2 separate regions of the Mus musculus genome follow, and region 1 is linked to region 2. The links are chromatin contacts, called in public HiChIP or PLAC-seq maps. All regions are on one chromosome and are shown on one strand. The core of a region is the stretch at or near the end of the contact, and the rest is flanking DNA. Distances in the headings are between cores, read along the strand shown. Region 1 holds the start of Adam11 (a disintegrin and metallopeptidase domain 11). Region 2 holds the start of Ccdc43 (coiled-coil domain containing 43).

Region 1 (4,383 bases), core at 1,237-3,736, 64 kb before region 2:
CAGGAAACAAGCACAGCCCCGATCTACAGAACTCTCACCCCGTGCCTTGGCCACTTCTTAGGTGTTGGATTCAGTCACTTGCTTACCTGGCTCCACACACAAGCCAACACATCCACCCAAAAGAACAGCATCCAAAGAAGCCAGCTCAGCCCTACAGCTTTTCTGCCCACAGCCCAGGCCTGCTGTCCTGAGGAAGAGCTAGCAGAAGTCACAGCCTACGGAGCTAGAGCCCCTAACCCCCCCATCCCTTGTGCTTCTCAACTATACCTTGATCCCATAGTATGTACATACACCCTGGGAAGCTCCAGCCAGAGACTGTCAGGCAGGGCCAAGTGCGCTGCGGAGTTCACAGTTCATAGAAAGCTACGCTAGGGACCATAGTGCAACCAGGATACCCAACCCCTGGGCCTGGGACATCCCCAAGGCTCATTCAGCTGATTCCCTGGGTGCTGGAGTGGGCGCTGAAGTTGATCTCTAGCCCCATCCCTACCCCTGCAGCAGCTGCCAACTCAGGACCATTAGCCCCCTCCCCTCCCCTCCTCAACACAGCCCTGAGTGATGGTCCATCCATTATGCATGCTCCTTCCTGCTCCACTCCATTCTCAACTATTCCCCATCCCTGCACCGCCCAACTACCTCTCCTCCCCCTCCCCCTTAAGGGCTTTTAACCAAGTACATTAGGCAGGGCCAGACGCCAGTCTCCTCCCTTCCTCTCCTCCCTCTACGCAGCCCAGTTTACCTCCCACCACTCCCAGCTGCCCCAAACTTCTCAGACTTGGCTTTGCCCCTCCTTTGAGTCTCTCTACACCTCCTGTGTCTGCCAGGTGTCCAGCCCTCTGCCGCCCAGGTTGGCCTGGCTAACTTTGGGCTCCAAGCTCCCGGAGTGCTAAGGCATGCCCAATGACGATTCCATCTGGATGGCTATTATTCACATGATATTAATTAATTATTAATTGCACTTAATCTCCTTCATTCCTAACCTTCCTCTGGGGGGGGGGGGGACGGGGACAGGGGCCCAGCAGTATGGAAGGGACAGAGCAGGCACAGGTAGAGCTGGCAATTTGAAGATGAATCCTGGGCCTCAGGTCATTCTGCAAGGCCCCAACTTCAGCTAGGGCAAGAAGGATAAGCCTGTGTGTGCACAGCGGGGAAACTGAGGCAGGAGTAAACATCACGCTGTTCCAAGAAAAGTCCACTGAGGGGTGCCTTTGGTGGGTCATCAGAGCATGAATCCCTGACTGCAGGGTGCTATCCTGTCCCTCAAGACCTGTTTTAGGCAGAACCACTGTTTCTGGTGGGCAGTGGGAGGTGGTTGAAGGATGACCCAAGCAAACTGAAACCGGAGCATGCCAGTGTCTACTGGTGTGCACGGCAGGGGAGGGGCCCGGAGCTGGATAGTCCCGGAGCTGGAGAGTCCCGGTGTTCTTACTGTTGGGCACCAGCCCCACCTGATGGCCCATTACACAGAAAGGGAAGCTGCGGTAAGGTGCGACCTCAGCGGGTGGCACCTAACCCTGCCTACTTGGCGGACTGTTGTGGGCTGTGAGGCCTGCTCCAGTCCCCTGGCCTCACCCCCAGCCTCACTCACCGTCCCCCTGGGCGGATCCTGGCGGACCCTGGTGTCCAACTGTGGCTTTCGGACCTCTCCCCCGGAGCTCTGCCTTACCAGCCGGCTGGGCTCTGTGACCTCAGAGCCCTCTGGACTCTCTGGGCTCCCCACATGGGCTGAGCTCCTCCAGTGCAGAGCTCCTCTGGGACCCAGGGCCCCAAGACCTGAGGAGACAAGGCCATAGCTGCAGGCAGATGCCCTCCCTGGGGCAGGAGACTTGGGAGGGGGGCAGGCTCCAGCTCCCACTCGATCGCGGCCCTTGGAGCCCAGTGGGCATATGGGTGGGAGGATCTGGCTGCCTTGCTGAGGGAAGAACCCCACGGGGTGGGGGCTGAGAGCTTCCTTCTGCCCAACAGTCACGACTGCCCCCCCCCCCCAAGCCCGCAGAGACCTGCAGAGTCCGCCGGCCAGCTGCAGGGGATGGCCGCGGTAGGGCTGGCCGGATCCGGACAGGTGGGTGGAAGCACCTTCCCTTCTCTCCCACTCCCCTACCCTCCCGAGCTCGGGACCGGCTGTCACCCGGAGCTCTGCAGGAAAATGTGGCTGCAGCAGAAACCGCTGCAAACGCCTGGGGCGCGGACCGGCCAGGGGCGCGGGGGCAGGGGCCAGGCGGCTGGGGTCACTCACCGGGCGGGGGGAGAAGCGGTAACAGCAGCAGAGCCGCGATCGCCCAGCGCCGCAGCCGCCTCATGGTTCGCTCATAATCCTCCGGGTCCGGGGGCTGCGGCTGCGAGCGGCGCGGGGAGGGAGGGAGGGAGCGAGAAAGGGAGGGAGGAGGGCGGGGGCGGGCGACGCCGGCGGCGAGCGGGGCGGGCGCGCGGGCCGGGCGGGGGTCGCGAGAGAGCGGCGCCGGGCTCAGTGCGCTCTGGCCGCGGCCATCCCGGCGGGGCGGCGGGGCCGGGTTAAGAGGCGAGCGGCAAAGCACGTGAGCTTTGGGCCCGCCCCCCACCCCCTAGCCGGGGCCCAGGCCACCACTGCGGTAGGACAAAAGGGGCACCGGCTGAAGACCCCCTCTTCAGGGCACTCCCTTGGCAGGTGCACCCATCCTGCGACCCCTCCGCAGCCACCCCTTTGCATAAGGAGTTGCAACCACTAGATTGGCAGGTGGAGGGTGGCAGGTGAAGAGGGTCCCTGAGGTCTGACTCTGATGTCCCATCTGGGAAATTGGATGTGGGGCGTGGCTGATGGCCCAAGCTCACCTCCAGGACTTACTACTCTTGAATGGAGTACCCCCAGCCCTGAGGCCTCTGCTGGTGGAAGGTTGGGCACTTGGGAACGCAGGGCACGGTGTCAGGGAGGGCAGAGGTCCTGTTGAACACCATTACACACACACACACACACACACACACACACACACACACACACACACTCACTCACTCCTCAGTGCTCCCTCCAGGATCCCTAGATCATCCAAGGCAGAGGTCACTGCAGCAGTCCTACACCGGGAATCTAAACCCTGTTTCCTAGGCTGCTTTCTCTTAACAAAGAGGTTCCTGACTCCCTTTCAGGGCTCCTGAGCTCGTGGGGCACCTCAGTCCTTCTCCCTAAACCAAACACAAACTACCTGGGTCGTTTATATAAGGCCAACATGCTCCATTTCTCTCCCATGTCCCAATCTTAAGGGGTAGAAGTTCCGTAGAGCCCTCCAGATTGGTCTATAGTCAGAAATACACGTGACCACAAGCTTAGCTGTCCCAGTTGACCCTTCAACCCAGTTCCTGGGCTTCTTGGGCATGATAAACCCAGTGAGAGGGCCTGGGATTTTGGCCTCTCAGTGAGGTCTTAATACCCCAATACCTAACTGAGATGTCTCTGGACTGGACATGTGGGGCATGACACCGGTCCATGACACCGGGCCATGTCTCTGGTTAGTGACGCTCCTCTGGGGACTGAGTATGTATGGTCATGTGACAACAGCTAGGCCCCATCCTGATCTCCCAGACCACAGTGGGTTTTTTTATACCAATACTTTGGAACCACAGGTCACTGAGTGGATGCAGGGAACCCCTTCCTGGGTCCCCTGCTCCCTCAGGGCCTCTGCTGGGGACTGGGGAGCTGCCTCTAGCTTGTGACAGCACCCCCATCCCCCAGCTCTATTTTAGGCCCCGGGAGAGGTGAGAAGGCGATTTCCCGGGAGGCGCTGACATCAATGTTGGGAATGAGGTGACTTCCCCCCCATCCCCAACCACCTGCCACTCCAGCCAGCCCCAGATGTTGAGCAAAACCAAGTAAATTCTTCCTCCACTCTGGAAGCATCTTGCAAACCTCAGGGATGCTTGGGTGAAGCGGCTTCCGGTATGAGGGCCCCCTGTGTGGTATTCCCTTGAGACTTAGTTCCTCAGGAGGGCAAGATTGCGCTGCTCCCCATTTGACAGAACTCTATGTCCCCAAGCTGCTAAATGAGAGGCCCCACTGCTCACCGGTCAGACCTGTCCCCACCTCTGCTGCTTTCTCTGTAGGGCCAGAGGTGACTGCTACATCTGATTCCTACACTTCTAAGCCTCTTGGTATTCCAGATCTCGGGGTGACTGTCCATCCCACCATTCTGTGTTAGGTGCCATGACCCATTGGCAAGCCCTGAGCAGGTAATGCCTTCAGACAGGCTAAGTGGGGCCTCTTGACAGTGGACAGCCCTGGGGCTGGAGTCTGGGTCTCTCCATATATCTAGTCTGATTCCAGGGTCCAGAACCTAAGCTGCTGCAGTCTCTGTTACTGACGATACCTTTGCCTCTCCCGGGGATACTTTCCCTTGTCCCGAGTGACTTTTTTTTCTT
Region 2 (4,140 bases), core at 1,282-3,781:
TCATGCACAACTACACCTGGATTCAATGCCATAGTCTTAGCATTCAGAAGCCATGAGACTAAAACTTTAAAATTCTGTATTTCTACATTTGTATTTGTGACATGCTATTTAGTGCCCATTTATTTGCTTTATCTCAATACTAGTAAGAGTACAGAATTCTTTGAAGAGGCCTTTTACCACCCTCTCCCCTTCTCCTCCCATCTTTCTTTTTTTTTTAAAGATGTATTTATTTATTATATGTAAGTACACTATAGCTGTCTTCAGACACTTCAGAAGAGGGAGTCAGATCTTGTTACAGATGGTTGTGAGCCACCATATGGTTGCTGGGATTTGAACTCCGGACCTTCGGAAGAGCAGTCAGGTGCTCTTATCCACTGAGCCATCTCACCAGCCCCATCTTTCTTGAATAGCTATTTAAGGCCTGTTGTTCCAGCTGGGATTTCTAGAGGTACCCTAGCAAGCCTTTTCATAGTTTTCTGTCAGGCTGGTCTGGCCTCAGACCCTTGTTTGAGCCTCCCAAATGCTGAGGTTAGAGATGCTGCCATGCCTGGCAAACTTATTCATTTTTTGAAGAATGTTAAAATCCCCCCGGTGTTGCGAGGTAACTCCTGGATCCCTGAACTCTCCCTTCCCAGCCCCCAACACCCTTCAACAGGACAAATGAATGACTTAGGGATCCAGTCATACCTTCACCAAAACCTTATCTCAATTTAGGTATGGTGGTGCTAGTCTGTAATCTCAACACTTGGGAGGCAGAGTCAGGAGGTTTACAAGCTCAGAGAAAAGAAATAGATTGAGTCCCAGGCAAGTCTGGATTACATAGCAAGACTCTGTCTTAATACCACCATCTCCACACAATCACCTATTTACTTCTGGGCTGGAGAGTTGACTCAGATGCTAAGAACACTGGCTGCTTTTCCAGAGGACCCTTGTTTGAGTTCCAGCATTCACATGGTGGATCACAAACATCTGTGTTTCACGGGATCTGCCTACCCTTCTGGTCTCCCTAAGGGCATCAGGCACATCGGTATACAAACAAACATGCAGGCAAAACACCCATACACTTAGAATTATGTCACTAAAGTGTCGTTATTTCTATTATTTCTTTAAATACCTATTCCCATTGGACTGTTTGGTCCCATAGGGAACACAGATCTTTGAGCCACTCATCTTTGAATTGTCAGTCTGTAACAGTGTTGTGGTGAATGTATTCAGTAAGTATCCAGTGAAGCAAGCAGTCAGAGTAAAGGCCCCTGCACAGCCTCCTCCTCCTCCTCCTCTGTAGTTTGAGTCTAGCCCACCTCAGGCCAGAGCTGGCATTCTGCTGGTAGAGTTCTGTCCCCTCTTAGGTTCTCTCTCATGGTGTGTCATTTCCTTACCCATATATATATATGTCATTGATGTTTTGCCTGCATGTTTGTCTGTGTGAGGGTGCCAGATCCCCTGAACTGGGTCCCTGGAAGAGCAGCCAGTGCTCTTATCAGCTGAGCCATCGCTCCAGTTTCCTTATCTTTTAATCGAACATAAAGGCATCTCCTCGCTGGGTTGTTGGGAAGATGGCAACAGATACTTCATGGGAACCTCTTAGCACCGTCCCTGGCAGAGGACAGAACTTGTTTCTTGGGTTGGCTGTCATGTGTCTACAGTCATTTGGGAAGAGGGGAATTTAGAGAACGACCTCCTATAAGATTGGCCTGTGGGACATTGTCTTGATTAGTGATTGTTGTGGGAGAGCCCAACTTATTGTGGCTGGTGCCACCCCTGGGCAGGTGTCTCCTAGATGGTGGAAGAAAGCAATCTGAGCAAGGCAAGAGGAGCAAGCCATTAAACAGCAATCTTCCAAGGCTCCTGCTTCCAGGTTCGAGCCTTGAGTTCCTGTGACTTCCCCTTAGTAATGGGGCGTGACCTGAGAGTGGAAGCTGAAATAAACCTTTTCTCTCCTAGTTGCTTTGGCCATGGTGTCTTATCTCAACAGAAACTCTAAGACAGTCCTCAAAGGTATACCTGTGGAAACACGGAAGCAATAATTAAAAGCAATGACTCCGAGGCTGCATGTTTAACTGTTGAGAACCTGCTATGTGTCTCTGTACAGAAATGAGTCAGAGAACGTTTTCTGAAATTTGGGTTTTCAGGGAAGGCGGCTTGGAATGGCAGTGAAGGTGGTATTCCGGAACACAAGACTCAGTGGGGCATCCTGGCTTCACATTCCACAAGAACCTGCCGGGCGCAGAGCAGAACTGCTGGAATCCGTGGTGAGCAGTCCTCTGAGCTCTCTGTCACGTGTCTGACAATGACACTGAATCCGATCGTTGCCAACTATAACGAACCGGTTCAAAACTCACCTGCCGGTGTTCCTGGGTGCCCATGCGACCACGCTTACACCGAGAAGCGCTAGCTGCGAGGACATAAAGATACCTCAAACCGCGGATCACAGCCCGGCGCGCAGGGGTGGAGGATCCCTCTCCGGGCATGCGCGCTGGCCCAGTGGCGCGGCCCGACAGGCACTGCGGTAGGCACCCTCGGGTCCGGCAGGACCCTGTCCCCAGCATGGCGGCGCCCAGCGAAGTGGCCGCGGCAGTCCTCGGTGAAGGCGATGGCGGGGCTTTTGGATCCTGGCTTGACGGACGGTTGGAGGCGCTGGGAGTGGACCGAGCCGTTTACGCCGCTTACATCCTTGGCGTCCTACAGGAGGAGGAGGAGGAAGAGAAGCTGGACGCCCTGCAGGGTATCCTCTCTGCTTTCCTGGTGAGTAGAGTAGTCGGGACACATCCTATCAACCTCACGGAGAAATCTGGGAACCTCTTTCGTTACTTCACATCTCTCTTTCCTTTTGCTGTCACGAAGGCTTAGTGGTTTTACCGGAAAGAAGCATAACTGAGGGAGAAGTGGGCTGCTGCTCCCTCGCCAGATTTTGGGTTGCAGGTGTACAGAGAGGATGGGATCCCCATATTCCGGGCAACAAGGCTCCCTGGGTGCCTTTGGATGTGCTAGAGAGTATCCTGAAGCCATTAAGATGTGTAAATGGCAGTTCGATCATAAACGTCTAATAGTTCCATTTCTATGGTTTGCGATGTTTAGAGTGGGGAGTAAAATGTTTTTGAGATGTCTGCCCATTAGCGGGTAGTCTCAGGGCTGTCCCATGACAAAAGCCTGTGGGAAGTTCCCTTTTGGCTCCAATTTCAGTAGAGTCCTCAATTGGTAAGGTAATGGAGATCTTTTCACGATAAGCAACCTTGGGAAATTCAGTAATTATTAATGTGTGTTGGGTGGGGCGGTACCCTGTGATGAAGACAAACTGGAAACAGATAAGGTATTTGTATGGAATGGTGGCTGGTGCACATCTTTAGTCCTAGCACTCAGGAGGCTGATCTCTGTGATTTTCAAGGCCATCGTGGTCTACACAGAGAAACCCTTTTTTGTTGAAAAAACAAAACAACCAAAAAGAAGCAGGTTCGTGGGTGGGGCACAAACCTTTAATCCCAGCTCTCAGGAGGCAGAGACTGGCCTTTGTGGTCTACGCAGTGAGTTCCTGGACAGCCGGGGCACAGAGAAACCCTGTCTCAAATACTCAAATGCAGATTCGTCACAGTATGCTGTGATGTGATGCGTGATTATAATCCCAGCCCTGCAGAGGTCAGCAAGTGGGTGGCCAACTTTGGGCTTGCCAAGTGAGACCCTGGCAAACCAGACCAAGGAGACTCACTAATTTAGAAATTTGTAATTTAAAGCTGTATTTATGTATCAGAGGCGATCAAGACACCCACTTTTCTAATCTGATATTTGTGCGGTGTTCATCCCTCCCCGTTCCACTCCCAACAGAAACAGTTAGATTATATGCATAGATTAGATTCCCTACCTCTCTTGCCCTGAGATTGTCCTGTAGAGACTTCCTTTTTAATATAATTGAGTTGGGGGCTGGAAAGATGGCTCAGTAGTTGAGAGCACTTGTTGCTCTTACATAGGACCTGAGTTCCATTTCCAGACCCTACACAGTGGCTCACAACCATCTGTAGTTCTAGTTTAAGGGGATTGGACAATCCGTTCTGACCTCCGTGGGTAACAGGCACGCATGTGAAAGAAGTGCAAATCTAATAAATGAATACAATCAGCTCAAAAGTAAACTTTGCTGCATCTGCACTA

Evidence for each region. HiChIP or PLAC-seq counts read pairs in DNA pulled down with a chosen protein or histone mark.
Region 1: an H3K27ac HiChIP or PLAC-seq map of embryonic stem cells shows a contact between it and region 2, with 15 read pairs. The contact joins the promoter of Adam11 here to the promoter of Ccdc43 in region 2. A contact is called at or near these places in 2 of 39 promoter capture datasets (both in the 3T3-L1 cell line), 1 of 484 Hi-C or Micro-C datasets (embryonic stem cells), 5 of 115 datasets of contacts at active chromatin or transcription factors (the SCID.adh cell line, embryonic stem cells and pancreatic cancer cells) and 3 of 9 other capture datasets (adipose tissue, liver and pancreatic islet).

What each region holds. Positions count from the first base shown.
Region 1 is chr11:102,759,538-102,763,920 of GRCm38.p6, reverse strand. It overlaps Adam11 (a disintegrin and metallopeptidase domain 11), which reads right to left and starts at 2,486. Exons shown (of 27, transcript NM_009613.3): 1 at 2,237-2,486; 2 at 1,589-1,773. The coding sequence starts at 2,300.
Region 2 is chr11:102,696,116-102,700,255 of GRCm38.p6, reverse strand. Ccdc43 (coiled-coil domain containing 43) reads left to right here and starts at 2,531. Exons shown (of 5, transcript NM_025918.3): 1 at 2,531-2,745. The coding sequence starts at 2,548. Gm34392 (a long non-coding RNA gene) reads right to left here and starts at 2,477. Exons shown (of 2, transcript XR_389053.1): 1 at 2,416-2,477; 2 at 2,042-2,316.